Regions from separate parts of the Oryctolagus cuniculus genome. Here region 1 is linked to region 2. The links are chromatin contacts, called in public Micro-C maps. All regions are on one chromosome and are shown on one strand. Each heading gives the region's core, a stretch centred on a gene start, on an enhancer-like site or on the middle of the called end of the contact. The rest is flanking DNA. Distances are from core to core; before and after follow the strand shown.

The links. A called contact is a pair of places that touch in the nucleus more often than the background predicts.
Region 1: a Micro-C map of ear pinna shows a contact between it and region 2, with 4 times the contacts expected there. The contact joins the enhancer-like site here to the promoter of RAB11A in region 2. A contact is called at or near these places in 2 of 6 Hi-C or Micro-C datasets (ear pinna and an unstated tissue).

Annotation. Positions count from the first base shown.
Region 1 is chr12:88,926,163-88,930,663 of mOryCun1.1, forward strand. It overlaps MEGF11 (multiple EGF like domains 11), which reads right to left. Exons shown (of 25, transcript XR_007910143.2): 24 at 4,007-4,063. Among named protein-coding and RNA genes, the nearest start is that of RAB11A, 41 kb to the left of the region's middle. Within about 2 kb of position 2,804, at least 2 of the 8 cell types and tissues checked have an H3K27ac peak or open chromatin away from gene starts, as enhancers often do. A contact at or near this core is called in ear pinna, where this site is marked.
Region 2 is chr12:88,885,855-88,890,090 of mOryCun1.1, forward strand. It overlaps RAB11A (RAB11A, member RAS oncogene family), which reads left to right and starts at 1,347. Exons shown (of 5, transcript NM_001082251.2): 1 at 1,347-1,386. The coding sequence starts at 1,347. TRNAQ-CUG (transfer RNA glutamine (anticodon CUG)) reads right to left here and starts at 891; the gene lies at 820-891.

The DNA of each region.
Region 1 (4,501 bases), core at 1,554-4,053, 42 kb after region 2:
TGTAAGCTGTATCTGCAGTGACCTTACTAAACAGGAATGGCTTTTGTCGGGGGGGGGGGGGGGGGGGGCGGGGAGCGCACAGGCAGACACACAGAAGGTAGGCTCTCCAGGACTAAGTTACAGCAGTGGGAGAGTCTTGAAGCTCTGGCTTGGTGCCTAAAAGAGACTCAGTCAGCCACTGGTTCCCCTCTCATTTTCAGTAGAAAAGTTGGGGCTGCTTTCAAGTTTGGGGGGATAGATTGTTTTGGAGCAGGGCATGCAACCTAAATGGATGTAGAAAGAGTTGGGGCTGGGGGAGATTAGGGTCATAGAAGTCCCTTCCATACAGGGGCTAGAGGTAAAGATGGAGGTTGGAGACATGTATGAGTGTAGATGTATGTGATGTGTGTGTGTGGGGGGGCTGTTGACTTATGGAGAAAAATCTAGATTGCATCTCCAGGGAACTGGAGAGTGGGGAAGGGCAAGGCCAGCTGGCAGACTCCACATCAGGAAGCCACTGCCTTCAGCTGAGTCACCCACCTGTGCGGAGGGGAGGGGGAAGAGTGGCCAGCTGCTCTTAGACACTTCCTCATCCTTTTACAGCCCCACCCAGTCCTTGCCCTGAAGCGCATTTTGTGAAGAAAGGGGAAGCGTCAACTAAGGCTGCCCAAGCCTTGGGGAGTCGCTCTTCCCAGGCCTGTCATTAGTGCCAGGGCCAAGGGCTTATTCCTAGAAATGGCCATGGCATTTGCCCTCCCCTCCCCCCGCCCCGAGCCTCACCTAGTTCTCCGTCAGACAGAAGGGGCTTCTGAAGTAAACCAAACCTCTTCATCTTAGAAAGAAAGGAGATCCAGGAAGGAAGTAACTGTCAAGGCCACCTTGTGAGTAGGACCTGAAATTATCCAGGCCTCTTAGGTTCATGTTAACATCCATGTAAGGCCCAGCTTCCTTAACTGTTGGGGAAAACCCAGCACCAGACATGCACCTCACAGCACTACTGTTAATAAAGGGCCTTTTTGCTCTTCCCTGCTGGCGGGGATGGCATGGTCTCAGGGTCAGAAGGAGAGCACTGGCTGCAAAGGGGGTTTTCAGGATGTCATCCAGCTCCCTGAGAACCCGAGGTTCCTGCCAGGAGAGCCGTGGAGGCTGACGGAGAGGAGCTTATAGTTGGGGAAGTGGCAGCAGTAGTGGGCTCAAGTATTCCAGGATTGTGAAGGGGAGGAAGAACAATGGGGAAAGAAGCCCTCTGTAGCACTCTGGATGCCTGACAGACAGGAGGAACAGGAAGCAGTTTGTTGCAGCGGGGAGAAAGAAAGGCACTGCACAGTGGAAGTGGCCTCAGCTTCCAGGATGACAGTGCAGCGGTGCAGCTCCGCAGTAGCAGCCAAGAGCTGCTGTGGCTGAATTAGATGGAGGCTTTCAGAATGTCAGAGCCGGACGGCCTTAGAGATGGTGCTAATACAACCTTGACCTTTTAAAGAGAAAGACACCACAACCCAGGAAATGGCACTGTGACCTATTCAGGACCACACAACAAGAACCAGGACCAAAACCCAAGTCTCTTAACTCCCAGGCCAGGACTTTCCCCCACTGAGTTCACAGAATCCTTTAGACTCCTGTCTTAGGGGTTCTGATTTGTTTGGTCGCTAATAATTTAAGGCAGTAATTTCATGTATGGTGCAAATTAGTTTGTTCAGTGTTTATTTGGAGGTTTAGTGAATTAGTGGGATTTATTCTATGTGGTTTTTCTGTTGAGTTCTGAACTGTGACACATCATTTTCTTCTTTTTGAATTTTCTTGTTCTGTGTTGGTCCCCAGCACTTGGTACACTTGCCTTCTTCACAGCTCTCTTTCCTAATAATTTAAAGGACACTCGTAGCCAGAGTGGCAAAACAAGATTTTGCTGCCTGGCTGCTAAGGCCCTCTGCATCGAGAGGCTCAGACATAAGCTCCCATAAAACAGCGCTGAAATGCCGCTGAGGCCGAGGCACTGCTCTCCTGAGCTTTGTTCCACATTTATGGTTCTGAGTCTGAAAGTAGCTGCCTTACTCACAGTGCACAGGATGGCAGAGTTCATAGGAAAGTTGTTTGCTCATCTGTTGAGGCGTCTGGGCCTGCCCAAGCTTATTTATGCTTGAGTCATACAGAATCTCAGAGCTGCAAAGGCCCTGGAGATCTTTCTGCCCAGTTTCCAGTGCCTGATGAGAAAGAAACTAGGTCACGGCGATGAAATGGTGGCACTGTCCTGGCTGTTTTCAGTCTCACTCACTGAAATTGTGCTTGCCTTCCATTTGGATGTTCAAGGCAAAACTCATGGACAGTTGCCAGAAGACTTCTCCAGGGGAAGTGGTGTCCACGGGCTGGCGAGAGCCCGAGGATGACCTCCTAGCCCGGGTCCCTTATGATTTGCATACCCTAACACAGGCTGATGGCGAGTCACCCTGCTCTTGCTCAGAACACAGTACCTCCACCACCCTCCTCCCATTGCTTACCCCACTTCTAATAGGTATCCAGGAAATGGTTGTGTCTCGGTTAGGTGTATCTAAGGTTAGGTCTGAGCAGGCGTTGCAGCAGCTTGCAATGCCAGCCTCCCTATCAGACAGCTGTTTCCAGTCCTGCCTGTTCTGCTTTCCAGTCCAGCTTGCTGTTAATGTGCCTGGGAAGACAGCAGATGATGGCCCAAGTGCTTGGGCCCCTGCCACTCACATGGTAGACCTGATGGAATTCCTGGCTCCTGGTTGCATCCCAGCCCAGCCAGTTGTAACCATTTGGATTGTGTCTCTGACACTCCACCTTTCAGATAAATAAATGCATAAACCTTTAAAAAAAAAAAAAAAGTCTGGCAGACCAGAACAGTCATCAGGGAAATCCAGGTCAGTCTAGACCAGTGTTTTCTAAATGATAGTTTGTAGTTGGTAATGACCGCATGAGGATCCCCTGAGGTATTCCTCACAGATGCCGATTCCAGGGCCTTGTTCGGGATCTACTGTATCAGAATCCTGAGGAAACTGGATATGGGCACCTGCAGGTTCACTGAGCTTTCCAGGTGATACTGATGCACTAGATTAAGGATAGCCGCTTGGACCTCTGGTGTCGTCTCTTTCAGAGTTTAGCCAAGCCTCGTAAATAGACCTCAGACAAAAGGACAGCCCCATTACATTAGTACAACCTCTACAATATGCAGAAACTGATTCCCATCTCTGATTTTATTGGATTCTCGTGATAACCTTGTTAGACAACAGGACAGGCATTAGACAGTAGGACAGGCATAATTATCCCAACCGTGAGGAAACAGCCCTGGAGAGCTCATAGTCTAGGGTCACATTAATAAGTGACAGAATTCCAGAGTTCCATATTTTATAAGTTCTGACAGTTAAACCTGGGGCCTAAGCCAGGGGCAGGACCTGCCCTTTCATTGTTGGTGTCACCTGTAGACTTCCTACAGGGGTGATCCGACTTGCAGCTCCCATAGGGGAGGGATTTGTCCTGGCTCCTCTGCTCTCAGGACAGAGCTCTCTTGAGGGTGGATGCCATACAGTGTTAACACTGGGTAGCATTCTCCTTCCTCGTGCCCCAGAAAAGCAGCAGGTGCAGGGTGGTGTTCCTCGCCAGTGCAACAACAGGAGGCCTCTGGGGCAGGTAGATTGACTTTATTTCAGATTTTATAATCAATTTAACTCCTACTAATTGGTTGGATAATGATGTTCTACATTTCCGAAGGCATTTAGTTGGCATCTATAAAAAACCCACAAGCATTTGCTAAGCAGGTGCAACTGAAGTTGAAAGATAAATTTATGATGATGATGATGATGATTGCTTCTCCTGGGCAGCGCTACCCAGCAGCCCCAGTTCCTGTGATCTTTTAACTGTGTGTGTGTGAGAGAGAGCAAGTGCACGCAAGAGCAAGCGTGTGCCCGCACATGCATGTGGCTTCTCCTGGGAATTGGCCATTTCAGATATTTCAGATCTGCACTCTATCTTGCTAAGCCCTCTTGTAGCAGGATATCAGATTAGGTGGATACTCTACCTTTGAATCCTTTGTCCATAATATATGTGTTCTGACGTCTGTCCATTCCACAAACACCTGCAAAAAAAGGAAAAATGGGGTGAGTGTACTTATACTGCTTGTGTTCCTCTTTTTCTCTGGCTTTTTTCCCCTTCCTCCTTTACCAAGAAAATAGTTGTTTATTGCTGGAAAATTCCTCTGGGTCTAATTGACCCTAAATCATTTTGGACACAGAAATTCTGGAAAGGCTCATGGTTTTGAGGTGAGCCACAGCGCCCCCTGGCACATTCAGCACGCCTTCCCCTTAACCTTCACCCGACAGGAATGTCTCTCAGGAGGTAATACAAGGTGATGCTGATGCCACCTGCAGCTGCTGGAGGTGAAGTTCCAGGCTCCTAAAGGTACAGAAGAAGGAATGAAGCAAACCAGTTCTTGGCTTGAGGGGAGAGGGTCCTCCCAACCCCTGTGCTGGTGAATTCTGGGATGGGTTTCTCCCCTCTCAGCTCTGGTCCTGTC
Region 2 (4,236 bases), core at 97-2,596:
CAGAGCAGTCAGGACTACAACTGGCACTCAGACATGGGATGCTGGTGCCCCAGGCAGCGGCTTAGCCCCGCCACAAGACTGGCCCCCGATTTTATTTTTATTCCTGCCCTAACCAATGATCACAAACTTTTGAATGCTGGTCTCACTGGGCGAAACTCAAGGTGTCAGCGGTGGGCATTCTGTGGGGGAGCAGGGAGTGGGGGTGGCAATAGGGGGTGGGGTCATAGTTCACAGACACTTTTGGACCAGAGTGTAAACTGAGTTTGCACACAGGCGGTGGGACTGTGATACTAAGGGGCGGGGGAGGCTTTGTCTGTGAGGCTTTTCTTTGGCATTCACAGAATTCTCCAAATACCAGGAAGCTCTGCGGATCACTCGGGTCAAAGGACAAGGGGCAGCCCGTGCTCTGCCTGTCCGGTGAGGACGTAGGCGGCCACCAGATGGGACTCTTTCCTGATGACTGTTGATGAGGACGGTGGCAATGTATGGAGAGCATCCGACACATTTCCAGGGAGGAGCGGGTGAGGGGATCCTGTACTGACTGAGGCTGAGGACGGGCAATTCCAGCAAGAGGAATTCAGTTTCACTGAAGCTTCTGAATCAAAGCTGGAGGCAGAGGGTCCACGCTATAGAGGGCGAAGAGGCCAAGGACGAGCACCCCAGGGGGCAGAGGTCTTCGTAGGCGAATATTATATTTTACTTTTTCTAATTCTCACCCTACCAAAGGCAAGACCCAGTATGTCACATTTGTTGAAATGCAAATAAGTGAAGTAAATAAAAATGTGACTTCGGGGAGGAAAAAGAAAAAGCAAGCTGAGCAGGTTCCACCGAGATTTGAACTCGGATCGCTGGATTCAGAGTCCAGAGTGCTAACCATTACACCATGGAACCGCCACGCGTGTGCTGCCGGCTCCGGCCCTCTAATCCTTAGAGAACCCCGCCCCCATCGCACACCCAACCATCAGAAGCGGGTTCCACGCGCTCCCGCGCCCCGCTGCCCGGCTGGGCGGTGCCAGAAATGAACAAGAGGCCACTACGACTGGCACCAGCTGGGAAGCCGGGACTCAGGGTTTCGTCCTCTGAAACTCTTTCGGAGGGTGAGACTTGAGGACTGACGCTACAGCGGGCGCCGACGCACCGCCCGTCCCCGGCTGGGGGCGGGACGCCACCTCCCCGGAAGTACTTCCCTCAGGGGCTGGGGCCTGCCGGAAGTGGCGCAGCGGCAGGGCGGGGCTCTCCAGCCGGTCCGGCAGCTGAGGCTCCGCGCTCGGGTTACCCCTGCAGCGACGCCCCCTGGTCCCACCGAAGCCGCCGCTGCTCCCGCCCCTTCGCCTCTCGGCCGCGCCATGGGCACCCGCGACGACGAGTACGACTACCTCTTCAAAGGTGAGGCCGTGGCCCCCGGCCCTGTCCGCCCTCGGGGGGCTCGGGACACTCCCGGGGGACCCGCGTGCGGGCTGCCCCAGCCCCAAAATGGGCCTGCCTCAGCCCTTCCTTTCCTTGCGGGTCGTCCGGCCGTCCCCGCACGGAGCTTCCCACGGCCGCTCGCACCGGCGTCCCCACGGCCGCCTCCCGCCAGGCCTCGGCGCCCCTCGCTGTGTGCGTGTGTGCGCGCGTGTGTGCGCGCGTGTCCTCCCCCACCGCGGCCCCGCGCCCCTCCCGCCCGCGACCTCTCCCTCGCAGCATCAGCCCGGGCCGGCTCCATCCCCTCCCGGCCTTGGTGACAGGCCCCGGGCCGCTCCCTGGGCCTGCCCTTCGGCTCAGGCTCCCACCGCGGGGCTTTTCCCTGCGTGTCCCCTTCCCCCGCGCGAGCCTTTCTCGTCGCCCCTCCCCTCGGGCGGCCGCCCCCCGCTCCCCGGCTCGGGCCCCCACCCCACCCCACCCGCCGCGCAGCCTTCACGGGCCGGCCGCCGCCCACCCCCGAGTTGGGAACTCTGTGCCGAGGGCCGGGGGGCTTGTCCATCACCCCTGCGTGCACTTGTCGCAGTGGCCCGACCGGCGGGGACTTCCCACCTAGCCTTTTTTTTTTTTTTTTTTAACTCCTCTTCCGACCCAGCTGCAGCCAACCCGGGATCACTCGGTACGCGGCTCGCGGGAAGGGGTTGCGGATGGGTGGTGGCTGTTATCCCGGCCAGACCTGAAGGCCCAGTTCCTGAGCAGGAAAGGTTGCGCGCTGCACAAATACTAGCCTGCTTTATCACTGTGGACTGGTTGCTTCCTGCTGCAACCCTGGGAGGATCCAACAGGAAGGGAAGAGCCCTAGTGGGCCGCCTACCTTTCCCAAAAGGAGGGAGAGGGGACTTGTGTGCTCTTCGGGTCCATTTAAACCGTGGTGATCAGAGAGGGGAACGTGTGTGCCCTTGGACAGTACGTAATTGGAGCGTGGGGAGAGGCGAGAGGAGTCGGGGAGAATCCAGAGTTTTTGTTTTTTAATCAGCGAAGGTGAAGGGCTCAGTTCTCCGTAAGAGACGAGTCCAGTAAATGCTTTTTGTTCAGTGGCTGCGCTCGGCTCTGGTAGTCCTCCCTCCTGAGTGAGGGCAGCCATCAGTAGTGAGCTGAACAAAGATCATTACGGGGAGGAAGAAGCCATTGCTATTAAAGCTTTACCGTGGAGGCGGAGTTGAAAGAGTGGTGAGCACGGTGACTGTTTCTGACTTTGCCATTGGTTGCTTAGAATGATTGACCGAAGGAAGCAGGAACCATTGCTTTGCTTTACCAATACTTTTGCAAATCTCGGTGATAATATGCTCTTACCTTAGTCCTCCGAGGTGGAATATTCTATGTATAGGGTGAGTATAGGCTGGGTACCTTCGATGTCTACGACCTCCGTGTTGGAAAGTCATTACAGTGAAAAAGGCACTCGGTTCACTTTACAGAGACGAAAAGGAGACCTGCATTAGTTTGTGTACTTTTTGCAGAAGGCGTCGGAATTGATGGGAAGTTACTTCAGTCCCTGGAGCCTTTTGGGTTTAGTCATTAAAGGCAGGTTTTTGTTTGTTTTTCAAATCCTTTACAATGTCATGGGCAGTTAGCTACCTTTGAAGTACTTTAGAGCAAGGTAGACTCTCAGGGTTTTTCTCCTGATTGGTTTGGAACTGGAATGTTGGGGAAAAAAACAACCCCAGAATATTAGCCATCCTGGTTTCAGGAATTAGACCATCCTTGTAACATTGAGAGCACAGGGTTTTGGAACCACAGACACCTGAGTTCACATTCCACTCTGCTCTTGGGTTTACGACCTTGGGAAAGTTAAGTGTTTGGAGCCCCAGCTCTGAAGCAAACTCCGGGACTGGCTGATCAAGCCTGCCGGGCAGTTACGACTTTAGCTCCTGTGAGGGCTCAGTGCATTGAAGGAAGTTACTGTGGATCTTGTCCGTTTTTTGAACTTTATTTCTAAACGGAAGAGCATTTACATATTATTAAAGAAGCATAGAAGTAGGAACTTCAACTATTTTATGTTCATGGGTTAGGGCTTCATCTTGTTGTGCTGTTTAAAATATGGTGTTTAAAAATTCTGCTGAGGAGGATTTCCATGCCTTCGAAGCTCTTACAGGATATGAGTCACCTTTTTTTTTTCTTAACTTCAATGCTTGATTATTTAGCCAGTCTCTTTATTTATACAATTCTCATTTTAAAGCTAGGCAAGAATAATTTTACTTTAAAATGGTTTCCTTCTACAGAGATTTGGTCACTGAGATGAACCATTGCTGTCTCTACTTCAAAGAAGTCTTACCTAGCAGACTTAATAGCTGAAGGAAGTGGAGTTAATTTGTAACTCTAACCAGTTGGAAATGAAGGGTTGTTTGGATCAGCGTGGGACGGCGTGGTCTAAATGGGAATCTAATGTGGGGAGCGTAGGACAGTTATTCTAAATTACGTATTTGTTCTTGCACATTAATCTTCACTCAAGCTCAGCAGTGAAGCTTTTGGTTGGGGGGATTGGTTTTATTTTTTGAAGCTTGACTTTTTATTTTAAAAACTGCAGTTCTTTAAGTATTTACGCACAACATGGGTAAGATCCCGAGGGACACATAAATGAAGTAGGCAGCGGCTGTAGTTCCTGTTGACAAACACGGTATCAGACACCGGTCCAGTCTAAGTCACTTGTTCTGAAAGCATCTGGGTGTGCAGTCTTGCTCACCGCCCTTTCTTTCCTCTCGGTGGAGGTCAGTAGTAATTAGGCGTCAGCTGATTGTCAGTGGAAACAATCCCAGTGAAGGTAGTTGTCCTGCCTCT